Linked DNA regions of Sus scrofa: region 2 is linked to region 1. A link is a contact called in public HiChIP or PLAC-seq data. All regions are on one chromosome and are shown on one strand. The core of a region is the stretch at or near the end of the contact, and the rest is flanking DNA. Distances in the headings are between cores, read along the strand shown. Region 1 holds the start of USP46 (ubiquitin carboxyl-terminal hydrolase 46). Region 2 holds the start of CHIC2 (cysteine-rich hydrophobic domain-containing protein 2).

Region 1 (2,843 bases), core at 240-2,739:
CCCCGAACCCTGCACTAAAAGAACATGTGTTCCATCCAGCTGGGGGGAGGGGAGTGGTACCCCTAGAGGGTGGAGGCAAAGTACACCCTCTCTAAACCCCGCACAGGAGGGCAATGCCTGACGCCAGGGTGCAGGTTGTGCTCTCTGAGGCTCTGACAAGTGGAGGTACCAGCAGGATGCACCCTGGTGACCCAAGGGCTCTGGCTGTTCCTGCAGAAACTGCAAAGGAAGGGAAAGCAATGGGAGAAACCCAAGTTAAAGTGATCTCCACATCATGACGGTGGACTCAATCCTCAGATGGAGCCCAGCGAAGTCCCCTTGCTGTGTCCAGGCCCATCAGCCTGCGCTGGGTCTGCAGAGCATCTGGCAGGATAACCCTGGAGACCTCCACGCCCCCAGTCAGCCCCATCCTTAGGGCCTCTAAGGGTTACTGCCATATAACCTTGTGCCCCTTTCACAGGTGGGGAAACTGAGGCCTCCAAAACAAATAGCCATGCTTTCCCAAGCCAGGTAGAAGTTCACTTCCCTAACCACATTTTGCACTTTTTACAGCTTTATCGCATTTCAGATGTCTCCAGATACAGCGATGGCCTCTGCCAAGTGAATTTTTAAATACAGTTTAAGGAGTGAACTCAAAAAAAAAAACGAGATGAGGGCGGTCACGGAGTCGGGCTGGGCTTTATCTACCGCAAGGGCAGGATGGGTGCCCCCCACCCCCACCCCCGCTCGCCCCAGCTTTTCTTCCAACCCGGTCCCCCGGGACGTCCGGGTTCGGCCTGCCCCCTCCCCCAAGACACTTCCACCGCAACCCGAGGACCGAGGTGCAGCGGCGCGGTCCGAGGACCGGCGGGCAAGCTCCCGGGTCCCGGGTCCGAGAGGGGGGCGGGTGGCCCGACGGCCCCTCCCCCGCCCGCTCCCGGGGCCGCCACCGGCCCGCCCCGCCCGGGGGCCCGGAACTTCGGGGGCAGCGCCGCGAGGCCCCCGCCTCCCCCACGCCCCCACCCCCGCGGGCCGCCCGGCAGGCGTGCGGCTCGGGTTTCCCTTTCTTCGCTTTGCGGCGCCTAGGGCGCGACCCCCGAGGCGGCGGCGGCCACTCACCATATTACAGATGGAGGCGATGTTTCGGACAGTCATTAGTCTAAAGGTTGCAGCGATCCCGCACCGCCATCTTTATAAGGTGAAAGCAGGGCCGGCCATGGTGGAGCGCTCGCGGGGAGGCCGGGCGCGGCGGCGGCGGCGGCGGCGGCGGCGGCGGCGGCGGCGGCGGGGAGGCGGCCCGGGCTCCGGCTTTCAGTTTGGCTGGGAGAGGGAGGCCGGGAGGGAGGAGAGGAGGCGGGGAGGGCGGGGAAGGCGGGAGGCGGGAGGGAGAGCGGAGGGGCGGGGAGTGGCGGAGCGAAGCAGCCTGGGCCGCGGCCGGCGGCGCCGGGAGGAGGGGCGGCCCGAGCGCCGCGTGCAGCCCGCGCCCCGAGCGCTCCCGCCGCGCGCCCGTCCCCGGCTCCGGTCCCCGCGGCTCCTCCTCCCTCTTCCGCCCCCCCCAACCCCGGCCACCCCCGGCTTGGCCTTTTTCTTCTTTTTTTAAAAGGTCCTGCTTCGCTCTGTATGGGCTGGAATACGCAGCCAGGCCCTTGATCGCGCTGCTGCGGGTACCCCGGGCGGACCCCGAAACGCCGGCGGCCTCCTCCCTCTCCTCTGGGCCGCGGCGTGGCCGGGGAGGCAGGGACCGCGCCCGCGTCGGGCGTCGGCCGGCGGAAGGGGCCGCCCGCGGGCTGGGGAAGCCGGGCACGTCGCCGCAGAGAGGCCGCCGGGGACGCGGGGCCGCTTTCTTGCCTTCACTTGTCGCCTGCGGCGCGGCCCTCCGCAGCCCAGGGGATTTTAAGGTTTGGGAGATTGGAAGGGGCAAGGTGCTGGGGTGACCACGTCCAACTTTTCGTTTCTCCCCGGGACTCCGGCCAGATGGCACCGGCGGGGACCCAAGAAGTAAACGGGGTCAGGACACGGTGGGGTCGAGAGCCCTGGCCAGCCGCGGGCTAGCTGCCTGGTCGAGGGCGCCGGGAGGGGACAGGAATCTGGGTCTGGGCGGAGGCCAGACAAGGCTCGCTGGGCAATTTGTGACATTAGCAGGTACAAAGGAGAGGTCTCCGCAAGGACTGGGAAAGGGCCGAGGAGAGATCTGAATCTGGAAAGCATGAAAACCAAACTTTTCCGCACCTTTGAGGAAAGCATACCTCTCTCAGGGGCAGCCAACCCCTGAGAGAAGGGTCATCGTATGGGCGTGTACGCATTTCCTGCAGAAAAGGTCATGGTTTCTGACTCAAAGCAGCGAATCTACACCACTTAGCAGATAGGTTCCTGTGAAGTGGAGGAGCCAATTTCCGAAGGTGTGAAACAGTTCTCATACAAGGTTACAATTTACTGCTTTCATCGGAGAAGTTGTACAAGTGAAACCGGTGATAATTCTTAAACCAATATACTTTGTGACAAATCGAATTAGAGGAAAATTAATATAATTGAAAATAGCTTTTATCCAACCAAGAGTCCCATACTGGGAAAAGAGCACGCTGTCTTCCATTATCTATTTAGTGTTCTACACGTAAGATTTCAGAACCGTTGGTTGCTAATATGCTTAGGACCTGGGATGGGACTAAAAAGACAACAGCCGACTAAAGCTTTCTTGGGGTCTTCTTGGCTCTGTATATTTCCATGGATTTAAAGAATCAGTCCCTGGAGTTCCTGTCATGGCTCAGTGATTAACGAATCCAACTGGAAACCATGAGGTTGCCAGTTCGATCCCTGGCCTCGCTCAGTAGGTTAAGGATTCGGCGTTGCTGTGAGCTGTGGTGTAG
Region 2 (2,879 bases), core at 241-2,740, 1.3 Mb after region 1:
ACCTAAAATGAAAAAGTATAAATACTTCAAGTTGTACAAAACTCTGGACTTCTCAGAGAAACATTACAAAACTTCCTGCTTCCGGACAGCTCATTATTTGGTTCAAGTCTTCACATTCCTTTATTAGTCATGACCTTTCAGAAAGCTCTCCTTCCTTATTGTTTGAACAATATCAGCCTTTTATAGGTTGCCAATGGGACTTTACGGGAACCCTTATCAAAAGAAGAAGCCACCCAGGAGCTCTTGCCCAAAAGAAGGACTTAGATAACAGAAACCCTCACTGGGCATTGTGTGCCCATCACGTAGTTTTTTAAAAAATTATCTGTAAACCTAATCATTCTGCATCTTAAAAATATATGCTCATCTATACATTTTTTTATCATATACAATTACAGGAACTTGCATTCGATCCGCAGAAACTGACTCTGCAAGAGACTGGGAAGACCTGTGGGTGTGTGTGAAATACAAACATAGGGACAACGAACTACTCATGACCCACACTGTCACTCGGGTCTCACCTGGCCCAGATCCGGCCTCTGAGCCATATGTCACTATGCTCAACCGCACAGACGAGGAGACAGAGAGCCACAGGGTAACAGGATGAGAAAACAAGGGGGAGGCGCCTCAGAAATACGTGGATTTCCACCCCGAGGCCGAAAGGGTGGCCGGAAGGGCAGACCCTAAGGAATAACCTTCCCTCCTGGGATCCGACACAGCGCCCAGGCCCGTAGGGCCTGCTAAGAAGGCAGCGGGGGGAGGCAGGGCAGTGTCTGGCTCCACTCTGGAGACCGCAACAAATGAAAATAAAGCAAGTTCTCACTTCCTGCTCGCCTACTCCTCCCGCAGGCCTCCGACACCAGACAGACCCCAGGGAGAAAGAGCCCCCACGGAGCACGGGGGCCGCCCCAGCCCTGCACCTCCCGCCCTCGCCCTCGCCCTCCTCCGGGCCTTACACGGTGACGTGACCGGAGCCGCGGACCACCACCGGGTCCGGCGAGTACTTGAGCAGCTGCTCCTCCAGGGCCCGCTCCTCGTCTTCTTCCTCCTCGTAGATCTCGTCGAAATCCGCCATCCTGAGCCTCCGCGGCCCCCCGCCCGAAGGGGCCTGACTCCAGGGGCTGCGGCCGGGATACGGGCTGGCGAGGCAGCCGAGGCTGAGCGGAGTCGCTGCCGCGGGCTCCGAGGCCGCGGAGTTCGCTCTGGATTGTCTTGGCTTCGGCTACAGAGGAGATGGGGTCCCGGCCGTCGCCGCCGCCGCCGCCATTACCGTCAGCAACAACAACAACACAATGTCAACATCCGCCCAAGGGCCGACACCTCCACCAGTACCGCCGCCGCCGCCGCCGCCGCCGCCGCCGCCGCCGCAGCAGCAACTCAGGCAACCACAGCAACAGCCAGAGCCACCCGCAGCGGGAGCACCCGGCTACGACATCGCGAGACTTCCCGGGAGTGCGGGCGGGCGGGCGGACGCGTGGGCGCGCGAGCGCGCAGGCAGGCGGCGCGGGAGCGCGCACGTGAGGCCTCGCGCGCTCCCAAAGGTCGCCTTCCCCCACTTCCACCCAACGAGGGTGTCTTGGGCTCGCGCTCCCCCCGCCCCCCGACGCGGCCCCGCCCTCCAGAAGAGGGGTCGCCGACCGGCTAGAGGACTGTGCCTAAGGGCTGGTGCCATTGACCGTGACTCAGAAAGAGAGCTGAGTGTCCAGAGGGGCCCTTAGTTCCCTAAAGTACTCTCTAACCAGAACAACTAAGAATAAAAACCCTGGCCGGAATAGAGAATTTATTGTGCATGCGGTTGCCAGTTTATCTAAAAATCAAATCTCACTTTTCGTCAGTATTTTTTAGTCTGTGATGAGTACCAGAGTCTTTACTTTTCCAATTTGAGGAACCCAACACACAGACTGCAAATATTTTTGTCCACTATAATACAAGATTTTTCAAAACTGTCCAAATTCAAACACCTTGTCCCATCACCACCTTAAAAATTGTCCAATATGTGATGCCAGTGATGCTAATGTTTTGTTTTGTTTTTCCTTACAAGAAAGCTCATCGAAGTCATGCCATGAAACAAAATTGATAATGTCTCTGGATTCTGGATTAGAAGATGCATTTTCCTGCCCAAGCTTCTTCATCAACCATAACCTCTTATCCCCTAAGACCTTAGGGCCTACCTTTCCCTTCCTTAAGCTCCTCCCAGGAAACGAAAGGAAAAAGGGAAGCAGAGGAAGAGTTTAATGGATTCTGCTTATTGGTCTAGGCCACCAACAAAGGCCTAAGTAAGGGTCACGCTGGGTACTTGGCTTCATAATCAATAAGCCGCCCAGGCATACAAATAGATCAGGGGCAGGAGTGGCTCCTGAGAGCGTTCAGGATAAGGAGCATACACTGTGAGAGCTAGTAAGGGTGGTCATACCTGACTCAGTGCTGGCCATAATGTTCACCAAATGTAGTGTTCACTTCCCACCAGTTTAGATGGGTCATTGCAGATTGCAGTAGCTGAGAAAGTACAAAGTGGGGCAATTAGGACAGGGGGAAACAACAAAAACCTCCTACTGGTAATGGTTCAAGAAAATGAGCACAGTTAGTCAAGAAAAGAGGAAGGAGGAGTTCCCATCCTAGCTCAGTGGTTGAACAAACCTGACTATTATCCATGAGGACACGGGTTCAATCCCTGGCCTGGCTCAGCGGGTTGAGGATCTGGCATTGCCTTAAGCTGTCGTGTAGTTTGCAGATGCATCTGGGATCCCCCCTTGCTGTGGCTGTGGTATAGACTGGCAGCTGGAGTTCTGATTCGACCCCTAGCCTGGGAACCTCCATATGCCATGGGTGTGGCCCTAAAAAAGACAAAAAATAAAAATAAATAAATTTTTAAAAACTCAGGG

What was found. HiChIP or PLAC-seq counts read pairs in DNA pulled down with a chosen protein or histone mark.
Region 2: an H3K27ac HiChIP or PLAC-seq map of alveolar macrophages shows a contact between it and region 1. The contact joins the promoter of CHIC2 here to the promoter of USP46 in region 1. A contact is called at or near these places in 1 of 5 promoter capture datasets (liver) and 1 of 2 datasets of contacts at active chromatin or transcription factors (alveolar macrophages).

The regions. Positions count from the first base shown.
Region 1 is chr8:39,580,501-39,583,343 of Sscrofa11.1, forward strand. USP46 (ubiquitin carboxyl-terminal hydrolase 46) reads right to left here and starts at 1,490. Exons shown (of 9, transcript XM_021101209.1): 1 at 1,099-1,490. The coding sequence starts at 1,134.
Region 2 is chr8:40,845,225-40,848,103 of Sscrofa11.1, forward strand. It overlaps CHIC2 (cysteine-rich hydrophobic domain-containing protein 2), which reads right to left and starts at 1,491. Exons shown (of 6, transcript XM_003128983.4): 1 at 954-1,491. The coding sequence starts at 1,072.